Regions from separate parts of the Hordeum vulgare genome. Here region 1 is linked to region 2. A link is a contact called in public Hi-C data. All regions are on one chromosome and are shown on one strand. Each heading gives the region's core, a stretch centred on a gene start, on an enhancer-like site or on the middle of the called end of the contact. The rest is flanking DNA. Distances are from core to core; before and after follow the strand shown. Region 1 holds the start of LOC123427086 (PTI1-like tyrosine-protein kinase 3). Region 2 holds the start of LOC123427084 (ankyrin-3).

Region 1 (7,390 bases), core at 4,421-6,920, 640 kb before region 2:
TGCTGATGATGTAAGTGCTACATCGTTTGACTAAATAAAATCTGGGATAACATTTTTCTGTTATATTTACTTATTTCCTATACTGGCAATTATTTCAGGCAAGCCACATTAGCGACGATAGAAAACCGTTGTTGCCAATCTAACACTATATTTGAGGTGAGTCTCATACTTCTGATTTTCATCTTGAGACAAGTTACTGTTTTACTTTGTAAATCATGCAGTTACAAAGTTCTGAACCTTGAATGCAATAGTTTGGAACTGTTCATTCATGTTGCCACACCACTTCAATTGTTTGTCAGATGAAACAACCAATTTGCTGCATCTAGAGTTTAGCCATTGTAATCAGCGTTTTACATCTTTTGCTTACATCTTCAACATGTAGCCATTGTGGTTGGCATTTGTCAGCCAGTATAGGAAAAGAGTTCAAGGCTGTAAAAGTAGTACCTCTGTTTCTAAATGTAAGACGTTTTGGCAGTTTAAATTGAACTGCTAAAACGTCTTATATTTAGGAACAAGAGGCTGTATGCTTGAACATCCGTTATCAATGGGCCAAACATAACCATAAAGTGATCCCACTGGCTTACGGCAACCTAATAATTTATTATATTGTTTGTCAACAGAAATAACTTTTGTTTTATTATTTGGTCTTATGTTCGGCACACACAACTACAAATCCTTAACATATGAGGCATCTCATTCTCAAGAGTTTTGATGAACCTGTTTCCCTTTTGTCATGCAGGTAGGTATAGAAGAACATTCCTTTTGCCGCGAACCACAAATATTATGTAGGATGGTAGATTAAACCAAACGCTCTTGTAAACTGTAAAAGGAAAGGAACTATTTATGTGTACGAGGCCATCCTATTCTTTCTTTCTTTTTTGACCCCAACTTTTTTGGGGTCGACAACGAGGGGTGGTACATGCTACTTATTCCACACAAATTCACAGATAATACATGATAGTTCTTCTCATGAGCCTTTTGGCTAAACTAAGTGTACTCAGTGTTGTATCAACGGTATAAATCCATTTGTACTTGCCATTATTGAAGGCTGCATATCTGATTTTCCTGACGAGCGCTCAGTGCTTTGCTCAGTATCTGCCCATAAACGTTTCTTGACGGCGTATTCAAGAATTCATCTGATTAACCAATTAACTTGCCGATTAATCCCTGCTCATAGGGTCACCGAATAGCCGATAAACTGAAAAATCATTCGATTAATTGATTAGATGGCTGATTAACTTGCCAAAATCATTTGATTAATTGATTAAATGGCTGATTAACTTGCCAATTGGCCCATTAATCTCCTACTCGCGAGCCAAAAGACAGGTACCAGTTAACGATTCCTCACCAATGCTTGATGCAAACAACAGAAGAGAAAACAATACTATCATCTTATACATGTGCGTGTGTTTCAGAATGAGCATGAACAAATAGAATGCTTCTGGCGACGGGCTACAGGTTTTCTCGCGTGGCAAAGACTGCTACTCAAACATGGCTTGCAAGCTTACGAAGTTCATATCACACATACTGTACATAACTTCCAAAAAAGTAACTCCCTCTATAAAGACCACTAACTATAGTGATCTAAACGCTCTTATACTTCTTTACGGAGGGAGTACAATAGTAGAGGCAACTGGACATGCACGGTGGAAGAAGCACCGGGCAACGGCAACATGTTGACATCATCAGACCACGCCCTGCTGGTCCCGCACGACGGCGTAGTTGATCACGCGGGCGATGGTGCCCATGGACGGCCGGTAGGTTGGGTCGTACTGGAGGCATTGCACTGCGATTCTCCCTAGCTGCAGGGGGAGACAATTCACACGGAACCAGAATTCTCAGGGCTGGTTAGAATTCTCAGGGCTGGTTAGACAGGGAGAGAGACCGACCTTGAGCGCTCCGGTGGCAGGGTACTTGTCGCCGAGCCTCGGGTCGATGCATTCCTGAGCTCTGTCTTCAGTCAGCAGCGGAGACGCCTGCAGGTACATCCATCGATAGGAGCAGGAGGCCCATCAAACTTTGATTGAGAACGGAATGGAAAAAACGCAAATGTGTTTGCCACGGTAACTTTAATTTTGTCTTGCTCAGAAGCTGGTTGGACCCTTTGAGAATGTTGTACATTCCGGCATGATGTATTGTGTGATGGCAGGAAAAGAAGAAAAATACTAAGGGCCAATTCTTTTGATAGCTTTTTTGGGCTTCTAGAATAAGCTGCCCCCTACCCAGCTTATTCTAGAAGGCCAACTAAAAATATTTGATTGGGCTTATAGATTAAGCTGCATAGGGCCGGAAATTGCTTTTGGCTCCCGAGCTCCATGGAGGCTTTTAAATTTGAAACTCAAATTTCATGAAAATTCGTATTTTTATATTTCAAAAAATTCTGAAAAAAATACAGGGATAAGTGAAGGCGTAACACACATGTGTGTAAATTTTCAGAAAAAAATACATTGAAATGAGGGCTGTGCAAAAAAGACAAATCTGAGGCTTTTTTACACATGACACTATTCATCGTTTCAGGCCATGAATTTGTCCTTTTTGTGCAGATCGTATTTCAAGGTATTTCATCCTAAATTTTTGCACACATACACATAACATCCTTCTTTACTTCCATATTTTTTTCAGATTTTTTTGAAACCGAAAAATTTGAATTTTAAATTATTCAAAAATTTCGGCCTCCATGGAGGCCGAGCTCCAAACGTCCGCACTCGCATAGGGCAGCTTATTTCAACTTATTCTAGAAGCTACCAAAAGAACTGACCCTAAGTTACCGGGCATTAAATTCAACTGATATACTGATATTAGGGCCAAGTTTTTTTATGGCTTAAAAAATAAGCTCCCTCTTTGTAGCTTAAAAGGTAAACCGTTTTCATAAATTTACCGAGACTCTAAATTAGTTAGAGTTTTGCTAAAACTCATTCCAATGAGAAACAAATTGGCATCATTCACTTTTTCAATGTAGGGCATCCTTTCTGTTTTTTTTCTTTCCTTTTCTTTTTCTATGTAACAGTTGCAACCTGACCGACACGGCTGCAACTACAACCTGTGATACCCAACTGTAAACGCTTTGTGTTAAGTCTAGTAGTTGCAACCGACCCGACACGACCACAACTGCAAAACGTAAGGCGCGAACGGAATCTGCTTTTTTCCTTTTTTTCTTGTTGTACTAGTTGCAACCGCAGTGACACGGCTGCAACTGCAACCAAGCACACCCAACCGCAACCGCAACGAGCGGGGTGATGGAGGGCATCATTTTTTTTTCTATTTCTATGCAGCAGTCGCAACCTAACCGACATGGCTGCAACTACAACCTGTGGATACCCAACTGTAAACGCTTGTACTAAGGCTAGTAGTTGCAACCGGTCCGATACGACCGCAACTGCAAGACGTAAGGTGCGAACAGAACCTGCTTTTTTCCTTTTTTGTTGTTGTAGTAATTGCAACCGTAGTGACACGGCTGTAACTGCAACCAAGCACACCCAACCGCAACCGCAACAAGCGGGGTGATGGAGGGCATCCTTTTTTTTTTTCTTTTTCTATGTAGCAGTTGCAACCTAACCGACACGGCCGCAACTGCAACCTGTGATACCCAACTGCAAATGCTTGTCCTAAGGCTAGTAGTTGAAACCGACCCCGACACGATCGCAACTGAAAGACGTAAGGTGCGACAACAACCTGTTTTTTTTTTCTTTTTTGTTGTTGTAGTAGTTGCAACCGTAGCGAAAAGGGCCTATTACCCAGGACAAAAAACCCACAAGACAAAAAAAATTGAGCTTTTTTTGGACAAACAAAAGTTGAAAAAAAATCTAACAAACCCATAAAAACCGACAACCAAGGACAAAGAACTAGCAACACAAAACAAAATAACTGGGTTTCTTTTTGTTTATGGGACTGCCACCTCATCCGGACAGGAAAAACTGCCACCTCATCCGATCGAGACCAATTGTTTTCTCAGTCGAATGAGATCCAGGCGCTTCCAATTAGTTATCCCATGATTAGCTTAGAAGCCCCAATAAATAAGAAAGAAAGACGGCTTATTTCTTGAACTGCCAAAAGAACTAACCCTAGAGTTTGTTTGTCAGAAAGAAAATAACCATTAGTCTGCATCAAGTGTCTGTTAATTTTTTTCACCGGTTGATTATTGACAGTTTATCAGCTTGACGAATAGTAGGATGATTATGGGACTGAGAAGCATTGCTCACCCAGTTGACTAGGCTGCGCTGCCCCTGCGGCAACGTACGATCCAGCGGCTTCCTCCCAGTCAAGAGTTCCAGAAGGACAATGCCGAAACTGTACACGTCGCTCTTGTTCGTCATCTGACCACTCATCGCGTACCTGAATGCATTCAGTTCTTTCAGAAACCAAGCAAATTAAGCAATCGACACGTTCGTCAAATTCGAATTCGTAACAGGACGCCGGCGGCGAGCTGGTATGAGATGACAGATGATCGAGGAGGGCGGGGCACGTACTCCGGCGCCTGGTACCCGAAGGAGCCGAGCGTGTGCGTGGAGCGGTTGAGCCGCGCCATGTCGGCGGCCTGGCTGAACATGTTGTAGTCGGCGATCTTGGCCCTCATGCCGTCAAAGAGCAGCACGTTGGTGGAGCGCACGTCCTTGTGGATCACCGGCGGCGACACCTTCTCGTGCAGGTACTCCAGCCCCCTCGCCGCGTCCAGCGCGATCTGCACCCGGTGCTCCCAGCTCAGCACCGGCCTCTCCTCCACTTCCTCCCGCGACCCCACGCCCTCCCTCGGCCCTGCCATATTGGTCCATCCATGGCGTCGTGTGTCAGTGTATTCTATTGTAGCTCAAGGTCGAGAATGGAGGTGGGCTCGTGCGTACCGTGCAGGGCGTCGTGGAGGGTGCCCATGGTGGCGAACTCGTAGACGAGCACGCGGAGGTCGCCGCTTATGGTGTAGCCGAGCAGCCGGACGAAGTTCTCGTGCCGCAGCTTGGACGCCACCGACAGCTGCCGGCGGAAGACGTCGTTGGAGGCGTGCTTGGACTTCTTCTCCAGCTTCTTCACCACGGCGAGCCTCGCGCTCCGCAGCGTCACCTTGTACACCTTGGCGTACGACCCCTCCCCGATCAGCTTCTCCCTGTCGAAGGAGCCGGTCAGCTCGTTCACCTCCCGGAGCGCCACCGCCGGCACCTCGATGGCGCCCGGCTCCTCTTCCGGCGCCGGACCGCCGCCGCGTGATCGTTTCCCCTTCGCTGCACACGACCAAACCAAAATTTATATACTTAGATTACATGCACGGGAAATTACTGGCAGATGGAGCGACCGAAGAACTCTGGATCACTTAATTACCGGGCTCCATGGGGTAGGAGTAGAGGTCGTCGGGCGCCTTCCTCCCGACGCAGGACAGGCAACCGAGGTTGCTGCCATCGGCGAACAGGCTCTTGACGCTCTCCCACCAACTCATCGCCGGCCGGCGGCACACCGCAGAAGAAGAAAGAGAGAGGGGCTAGTGCTGGTGCAGCTTTGAAAGGAAGCTTGAGGCGACTGACTCACTGACTGACTAGTTGTTGCTGTTGTCCGCTCTTGTATCGCACGGAATCTATCGACACCCAGGTGCTGAAATTTTCCTGCCTACCGGCCTGTGGACGACATCGCTGCAAGGAAGCTTACGGCGACATGGGTGGGAAGTAGTGGACGAAGTTCCGAGGCTGGGAAACGGTCGAGCAGGTGATATGTAGGAGTAGAATGTAGTCCAGTCGCTGGGAATAGCTTGACATCTCGCCGCAGATTTCCTCGCGTGCGGGGGACCCGCCCGGGGAACGTACGATTAGTACAGGGCAGTTGGACCGAGACCGAGTCTCCGATGTAGCTAGCTTCATGCACCCCCAATGCCAACGCCACAATGGTTAGCTCGGTCACAGGACCTCACATACCCGCCTGAGACGTCCGGACGGGCTGTCTGCTCCGACGAATTTTGAAGTCCAACCGGACTCTTCATAGGCAGGGTAAGGGCAACTCCAACGGTCGATTCAAACAGACGGCGATTTTATCCGTTTTTTTTGTCCGTTTGGGATGGCCAAACCGACACGAACGTCCGTTTTGACGTTTGGGTCGGCGCATGCGCCCATCGCTGGCTCGACCCATTTTTACCGACGTGCATCAAACATGCATAATTAAACATAAAAGTCGTTCACGAAGGCCAACGAGAGTCCATGCGTTACATTATTTATGAAAAAAAAAAAACCTAGATGTCCTCGCCGGCGGCGGCGAGGTCGGGCTGTGCCGGAGCGGGTGTTAGAGCATATATCTCCATATGTGGTTTTGGTAATTGATGACAATTCTTATGGACTAATGGTTGCCTTAAGTTACATTTATAGGATTTGTCCATAGGCACTTCTTGAAGTCCATCTGTTGGGTTCAAGGAGTTTATATGATGACCAAATTGGTATTCAAGTTATTATCCAAAGAATGGTCATAGAGACGCATGGTTGATCAAGATCTCAGACAAAGAGTAAATCAAGATGATCAACACACAAAGCATACAAGATGTACCGAGAGGGATCAAGTGATCCCATGGTATGGTAAGCATTGTCCATTATGTGTTTGTGTACTAACCCATGGTCTTCGTGAGAGTTCTATGTGGGGGTTAGGTGTGTTTCCATGGGCTTGCGTCAAAGGGAAGATCTCATACAACCCATGAAGTATGACGTCAAGTTGTGATCGTCATCAAGATTGCGATGTGCAAGTTCAAGTGGATCAGCACGAAGATATCATGCTTGAAGCTTGCCGTCCATTGTGGTGGCAATGGACTTGTGAAGATATGCTGAAGAGTGGCTCACCCATAGTGAGTATGGGGGAGCAATCAACTAGTCTTCATCAAGCCAACGCAATCAAGAAAGGTGGTCCATCTTGAGGAAGCCAAGATCATCATCATCTAGCTCAAGAGGACGAGGTGCAAGGTATAAGTTTGCCCTTGATAGGTTTTCTGTTTAGGATAGATTGATGTACTATCAAGGGGGGCTCTCAAGTGAGTAGCTTGATCGTATCGTTCGTTGAGAGCTCAAACCATTTGCATCCTTGCATCATACTTCTTGGTTCTTGTTTGGTGTTTCTCTTTGTGAGTTTTAGAGCTTATGGTCATCTTCGTGACAAGCTCGAGTTCATCGAAAACGGAGTCCATATGCATCTACTATGATGTTTTCGATGTTGGAGTTTTTGCCGGTTCTTCATTCATAGAGGACTCACATCTCTATATCATTGGCATTTTCATATCTGCATGGTCTTAAGATTTCCAACAAGCTCTTGTCGTCCTGAATCCAACAAGCTTGGATTTGCTCGATTCGGAGCTCGTATGCGAAAGCTATGGTTGTTTCAGTGGCGAGCGGTAGTACCGCTGGACCTAGCGGTAGTACCGCTAGAGCTGGCGGTAGTA
Region 2 (7,877 bases), core at 2,196-4,695:
TAACAGGACCTCCCTGTATCAACCTCAAGGAGACCTAGCCTATATTCCAGCGCTGTACAATAAATACATAGCACTGGTGCACTGAGCCGAGGTGATGTTGTTAACAGTGCATGGTCTCCCCATGTCACCATCAATGGCGCGCAGGCCACCACCGGATACACGAGGAGCGGCAGGCGCTGAGGGCAGGACAGGGAAGGACGGACGTGCCCGCGGCTGTGCATGGGCGCCAAGTGCGCGTAGCTGGCCAGCCATGAGTGATGAGGGGGGAGGAGCAGCAGGGGGTACAGCTGGCCGGTGGCAGAGGGGGCAGGCCATGGCTACGAGACAAGGAACGCGACAGGGTACGTGGGTGAGCTCTCCGTACCCAATACCTCCTCTCCCCCGTCGTGCCGGCTCAGGGGTGCCATGCAGAGGCCGAGCGAGCGATGCGATGCGATCGGGCATGTGATTGTGATGCATCGCACTGGGACGGACATGCGTCGGTGTCTTTGATGGCGCTTCCACGGAGGACGGAGAAGGTTGGCCGTCCTTGGCCTACTTGCCGGCTTGGGGCTCAGCATCTCAATCTCAAGGGGCTAGGTTTCATGGCGTGATCAAATACAGCTGGGGCGGTTTGGACGTATTGGATCAGCTAGCGTCCGGCATGTGCGGACGGCAGATGCGGACCGTGTGGTTCCGCTGAGCGAGCAGTGCCGGCCCGGATGAGCTCTAGCAGGTTTTGGGATCGGCTTCACGCTTACAAAACGCACGAGGTTCAGCCCTAAATTGTCTTGATCCGGAAGACCCAGCAGAGCAGAGTTGAGATGTGTTGCCTGCTCGGCCGCATCCCTTTTCCATGCTAGCGAGCCAAACGAAGAGCTCCAAACAAGCAAGATGCTGCAGCAAAGCATGCGCCTCTGGGACGAGGGCCACGCCGGCCATGGGACTCCTGTCCCTGGCGAATGGCGATGGCATTTATTGGCCTTGGAAGGGATCAGGGGAGAGTGCCGGTACCCATGCGCCGTGCGCTTTGCCTGCAAGGCAAAGACTACTGGTAGTAGGAGTACATGGCATGGCCGGCCGGGTGCGTGCTCCTGCTCGTGCTCGGCCCCGTCCATTGCAACCTACTCCCCTGTCAATCCCATTCAATGGAGTTGGCATAGCGCATCGGGGCCGCCCCATGACACCGGCGGATCAACCGGCCGGACACTGCAAGCCACGTAGATAGATCATGGATCTCACCTCGCCTCCACCTCCACCACCTGTTGCGAGACACACACGCCCTTAACCTCGTAGAGCAGAACGATCTTGCATGATTACGCGTGACAGGCACGTGAGGCCGTGATCAGTGATCAGGCCCAGGTGGCAACTACCAAAGGCCAAGGCATAGTACCATGGGATCCAACAAATCTGAGGATTACTGGAGTGTGCACTACACAAGACAAAGACACGGACGTAGGATGAACTGTGCTGGGACTCTGGGGGTCGAGGGGGACGGGACCCTGACCCTGAGTGAGGGGGTCACGTGATACCAACCCCGACCGCGCTCACGAGGGGGGAATATATTGGTTTCGGCCAAAGCGTTGAGGTTCAGAGGTTGAGCTCTTCCCTTTGCCTGTTTTGTAGAGTGGTAAACTTGATTAGCAGCACCACTGGACTGGAGTACCATCAACCGCTGGGCACCTGTGCTTTCGACTACTACTTACCTGATTCGTTATATTATCGGCAGCAGTAAACAAAGCACGGATGGGTCAGGGTTAAAGTCAAACCCATCTACCGTTGTCCCCCCAATTCGTCGCTAAAATACTCCATTACATCTCTCCCCAACGCAGCAGCGTGCGTAGCCTTGTGGACCAACCTCAGTTTTACTACTACAAAAAATGTACGTAGGAAATAATTTGTTTTGTAGGCAATGTACTGTACAGTAACATGTCAGGACGTATGTATGTATGTATATACGGTATGTCTAGACCTCGATCGATGCACATATATACTGTACACACACACACACGTATATCTAGGGCATGCTCCTACTAGAAGGCGTGTCCAGGAAGCTTCTCTGCGTAAGCTCCATGGCCGGCTCCATGCCCCCATCCGTTTCACGACTTGTATCATGGCAAGACAACAAAATGTGTCCGTACACGCATTAAAGAGGAACTGCAAACGCAAAGCACAGCATGGTCCCCATCGCAGCCATGCGGGTTGGTACTACTACTTGGTAGCCCCTCTTCGAGAAACTAATTGCAGAGAAATGGGTTGGAGCTCCTCAAGTGAAGACTGGCGAGGGAACACATGATTGGGGTCTGCAAAATATCTCGTAATGAATGTTCTTTATGTCTAATATAACTCCATTTTGGAGGGTAGGAAGTGATTAGTAGGAGGGGCCAGGCCGAGCGCGTAAATGAGATTTGAGAGGGGGGGCTGGCATGCGTGTCTAAACCTACACGAAAATGGGATTTGTCCTGGCGCGTGCATTTATATAGTAGACTGAACTATGATGAGCTCAAAGCTTTTTCATTTGGAATGGAACGGAAGTAGATGGCCAACCTTCTACTCCTATCTATCCATCAGGTACACTGAACTATGCGGGAGTACTACATGGATGAGATACAGACAGTGTGTTGTACTTGTAGTACATCCGTGAGTTGCCAGCGCCCGCTGAGACCATTCGAAAATGTTTTTTGAAAGTCTTCGCCGACTCGGTAAAGATAAAAGCGCAGCTAAGCTAGTCCGGCCTACGCCCTATGGCACTTCAAATTTTGAGCGGCGCACGCTCTCCATGTTTCCTTTCCTAGACTTATTTCTTCCAAGGTGAAAAATGTGTGTTTGGGTGTTCGATTGTACTAGTACTCTACAAATTATGGATGAAACGCCGGTCATAATAAGCCAAAACGGAGCTCGCATTCCTGGCTAAACGCATCAAAACCGACGGAAAAGCAGCATGGCCGTGCTCTCCAAACCGAAAAGCAGACGGGAAACGGCAGCAGAGCAAGTCCCAAAAACGACGAGAGCAGGGGAGGGAGGAGCCAAGCACTCACGAGCAGCGCGCGGACGAGCGCGACGTCCCCGTTGCCGGCGGCGAGGAAGAGCGGCGAGACGTCGGCGCGGATCTCCTCCCGCGACGCGCGCAGCTCGGCGGCGGCGCCCTCCCGCAGCGCCGCCTCCGCCACCCGGCGCGCGTCGAGCCACACCACCCCGGCGTAGTTCACGTCCGCGCGCCCGGACGCGAGCAGCTCGCCCGCCTCCCTGGAGTCGCCGCGCGCCACCGCCTCCACGAGCCGCTGGGAGGCCGCCGCCGCCGCGTCGGCCTGGTCCTCCGCCACCGGCCAGACCTGCCGGCCGCCGGCGATCGCCGCCGGGCGCAGCAGCACCGCCATTCTAGAAGCTTGCTCCTGTTGACGGACGGCGTACGGAGCTCCACTCTGCTTCGATCTCTTCCGTGTCTGTCTCTCGGCAGGGTGGGGAAGACTTGAAAGGGGGAGGGCGCGACGGGAGCTCGCCGAGGCGTCATATATAGTGGGCTCTTGATGGGGGTAAAGTAACTGCGCGGTGAATTGGGTGTGGGGGTCCACGAGTAAGTGTGATGCGCGGCTGATACGGGTGGGGTAGAGCGTGAATGAATATCACACGACCCTCGCGCGGCTTGGTTCCGGCTCAGGCTCAGGCTCCGGCTCAGGCTCGGCCCTGGATGAGAGAGAGAGAGTGTGTGACAAGTGGATCTGGTATATGTAAGATTTGGTGGTAATACGCTGTATAAGTTTTTTGGACTACGGCGTATAAGTTTTTTTAGTCTACGGACTTTAGAATATAGACATACTTTAGAGTATAAGTTTACTTATTTTTTTTATGTAATTTATAATAAAATCTTTAAAAAAATACTTATATTTCAAAATAGAGGGAGTATAAAGTTGAAGGTTTGGATGCCGTGTCGAGAGATTAGAACAAAACATGTGCTTTTCTTTGGACAAAATGGCAGCGCCAAAAGCGCCTTCATTGATATCAAGCATACATTACATGTGTGATAATACAATGTCTAATATTCATCTAAGTATTTTTGCAGGGTTAAGGGAATTTCATTGCTCAACAAGGAGGGAGGTTGCCGTGGTTTGTCACGGCAGATGTCCTTCTGAGAGGACTTAGTGATGGGGGCATCGCAACCATGTGGCGACTCAAAGGGGTTATAGGGAGCAAGAGACGATTTTAACGAGGTTCGGCCTCTCTCATCGAGGTAAAATCTTACGTCCTGCTTTGTGTATAATTATGTGCAAATCGATTACAAGGGTGCGGATTCGTCTGGCCTAGCTCTCAATTAGTGATAACTTAACCCTATCAGACCTAGAGATCCGTCTTTATATACAGGTCGAGGCCCTAGGATTACAAGAGTTCGGGTCACGTATAATTCGTGACTTGACATATCTTTAACTCGCCTTACTTTTATCGCAAGGAAACTTCTCGAGGCCCTTCTTCTATATGGGCCATAAGTCGTCATCTTTATGTCTTGGGCTACAACCGGCTCTTCTGGCTTCACCTTGTGCCTTGTGCTTGATAAGTCATGGCCCGTCTTGAACATGAATGTTTGAGCCGCCATCATCTTGACCCGGCCTCTTAGGAGGGTCTCATGGCGGGATAATATCTCCAACATTAGGCCTTAGATTGACTTGAACTCGTTCACGTTTATAAACCTTTCTCGTATTCTTGGCGGCTCACACATAATCCAAACTTGTCTTCCAATGGAAGAAACATCGGCTTGTAATATCCTTTTGGTCTCCTCTTCCATTTGTTGATGATGTCAGCTATCCCGAGATGTTAGGGATCTTTATGGCATCACTCCAACGGCTCCTTTAGCTTATTCGTTTGGCCCGACAATCGAGGCGCCATCAACTCTGAAATTTACTACGACTCCTAGATTCCCACGCCTGCCTTTTCCATTTCCGCTCCGGCCTTTAAATACCAACAAGGATATCTATTTTACTTTTACCCTGCTCCTCTTCTTCGTCTTCTACCTCGAGCTCGAGCCCGCATCGCATCGTCGCCGCACATCCCATCGTCAAGCTCTCCGGTACGAGGGCTCCGCCGTCGCGCGTCTTCTACTTCGAACCGCGAACCTTTTCCACCTCCGTCAATGCCATCAGGTAAGCCTTTTGTTTCTTGTACTGGATCTGCTTAGGTCGCTCACTGTAGTTTAACAGAGTTCATAGGGTTCATCCTATATTCATCGCCATTACAGATCTATTTGATTCCTTGATGAAAATCTTCCCCAACGATAGGTTGCGGGAAAAGTAGAGATCTAAATCTCGCATAAACTTCCTGGATATTTTACGTAAACCTCATGAATACTATCTGTTGCTACCCCATATTTTACTGTCGTCTAGGACTACTAGATTCCTTTTTGCGTACCATTGGTAGATCCGTCTTTCTGTACACTTTGGTAGAAAACTATTTGTCTAGTACTTAGTGGAATCTGATATCACATTTCCTTCATAAGTCATTTTCACCCTCACGACGACTTGTTAAATATTTTGCAACTCGCCATCTCTATGAACCACCTTTTCATTAAGGCGACTCAAGTATTGTGAACTTCCTCATTGTTTGTATCTCGAACTCCTCGCTTCCTCAAACAATTTTTGTTCGTTAGAATAACCCGCCAATCATACTTATGCAGCCTGTTTCCTTCCTGAACCTGTCGGCATGTTGGAACCATCAAAAAGTGAATGGTTGCCCTCAGAAATTGGTGATGCCGCCCTGCAGCGATGCGTGTCAGTAGGAACTTTGTCTTCTAAGGAGATGATCGGATGGAGAGCCGCCGCTGGAGAGGTACGGCCTCAACCCGCCGAAGGAGAGGTTGTGGTTTTCACTGATCATCTAGAACAAGGCTTCTCTCCCCCTGGTTCAAAATTCTTTCGGGACGCTCTCAACTTCTACAACCTCCACCCCCAAGAACTAGGTCCCAACTCAATCAGTAATTTATTTCAGTTTCAAGTCTTCTGCGAGGCGTACCTAGGGATAGAACCCACCGTTACCTTATTTAGGGAGTTCTTCTATTTGAATCGCCAGACAGAATGGGCTGATGGCCCCAGCTTAGAACTCGGTGGAGTCACAATCCAGATGCAGCGTGAGTGCGATTTTCCTGCTGTCACCTTGCCCAGTCACCCCAAGGGCTAGGGGAAAGCTTGGTTTTATTGCAATAATACCGCACCTGCTCAGCAAAATCCTCTCTCGGGTTACTGAGAAGAGCGTCTTCCAATGGATTTCTAGCTCCCCGGTGCACTGACCCTGGAAGAACAAGCCGCCCACACTTTTGTCTGGGAAAAACTTAGAGCTTTGAACGCCAATGGCTTGATCGGTGTTGACTTGATCCGATGGTGGGTGGAATGGCGTATTATGCCCTTAAGCCGCCGAGATGGACTGATGTGCTATTATAACGGCGACTTAAACAATTCTCAACACTTCACCAATGTAATGCTTGACTCTTAAGAAGTTAATAGCCTTGTGAAGAAGCTATGTGGTGAGCCCGAAGAAGTATGTTCAAAAATTGGTTTGAAACCATTCTGCATCCAGAATCCGGCTCGTGAGGTAAATATATTCAACCATCACCCGCCTTATTTGGTATTTTCTTTGATCTTTGGAGAATTAACTTCCCCTCTTTTATACTGCTACAGGACAACGCGCCCTTCTAGAAACGTAGACCAACCAAGCCACCCGTTAAAAAGGTCAAGACTGCCGCAAAGAAGAAGAAGAAAACCAAAACAGGTGCAGGCGAGTCATCCGTTGTGGGCGAGTCACAGAACATTGAAGAACTTTCTGAGCTAAATGTCTAGATTGTCCCCTTAGTGCGTCACATGTTGTTCTAATCATTTAATTTATTCACAGGGGGATGACGTTGAAAGTGATGCTGAAGATGCTAAGGTAATTTCAATATCTTGTGACTCAAATATTTCCTTGGAAAGACCTCCAAGACAGGTTTCTAGGAAAGTTCCTATGAATCATCCATATGCTCATTTGGATCCTTAACTTCCTTTTGAAGAAGGCTTTATATACTCCAAAACGCCACACCCATAGCTCCTCAGGTGATCTTATGGAGGGTCTTCCTGAGAAAACCTCTAGTCGTAAACGCTACACTCTCGTGCTTTCTCTTTCTTTATCAACTGTACCCTGTTTGTCAATTGCTCAAACTCACAAGATTTCCCACTGTAATAGGTGTCTCCTCGTTCATCTGGCGATTCAGCGTCTTCAAAATTGCCACCCCTTGTTCGTCTCCCAGGGTACATCACTACTTGTTTTATTAGCAGTTGCTTCAATACTTTACATGTCATTATAAATACCTCAACTTTTCTTTTTAGGGCTCAAGCGAAGAAAAAGGAAAACCGACAGGTCAGTCCAAAATAATGAAGCACCCGAAGTGGAGGAAACAGATGCCTCTATCTGTGATGCTCCGGTTGAACTAGTTGAAACTTATGTTGAACCTCCTGAGAGTAGTGCTATGGATAATATCCCTCACATTCAAGTCGACCGAGCAGAAACTGACAATGCGACCGTGGACCCGAGTCAGAGAGAAAACCTCAAACCACCAAGCCCACTGAGGTCATCCAAAGATGCCATGGTTAAAGAAGAAGTTGTCGTCATTACTGGGACATGTCACATGACGCCCGTCTTTAATGTGTTGGCTAAACATACTGCCAAGGATGTCTTAACCAAAATAGAAAAAGGGAAAGCTAAACTTGAGCTTCCCAATATTGAGAAACTGGACTTTGAAGAACTGCATGCGGGATATCTAAACTACCTCTCCATAAGCCGCGACATGGAAGTTGGCCTCGTAAATATGATGAAGAAAAGATACGAGGTATGGTGTTGTGTAATAAATTACTCCATATATCCCCGTGTAGCCCCCAAGGGTCGGG

Evidence for each region. A called contact is a pair of places that touch in the nucleus more often than the background predicts.
Region 1: a Hi-C map of leaf shows a contact between it and region 2, with 5 times the contacts expected there. The contact joins the promoter of LOC123427086 here to the promoter of LOC123427084 in region 2. A contact is called at or near these places in 2 of 6 Hi-C or Micro-C datasets (leaf and seedling).

The regions. Positions count from the first base shown.
Region 1 is chr2H:538,501,320-538,508,709 of MorexV3_pseudomolecules_assembly, reverse strand. It overlaps LOC123427086 (PTI1-like tyrosine-protein kinase 3), which reads right to left and starts at 5,670. Exons shown (of 6, transcript XM_045111039.1): 1 at 5,308-5,670; 2 at 4,839-5,210; 3 at 4,467-4,752; 4 at 4,200-4,332; 5 at 1,890-1,976; 6 at 1,370-1,802. The coding sequence starts at 5,422. The coding sequence ends at 1,686. It overlaps LOC123427087 (CMP-sialic acid transporter 4), which reads left to right. Exons shown (of 16, transcript XM_045111040.1): 14 at 1-10; 15 at 99-156; 16 at 740-1,041. The coding sequence ends at 143.
Region 2 is chr2H:537,860,531-537,868,407 of MorexV3_pseudomolecules_assembly, reverse strand. LOC123427084 (ankyrin-3) reads right to left here and starts at 3,445. Exons shown (of 4, transcript XM_045111037.1): 1 at 3,018-3,445. The coding sequence starts at 3,356.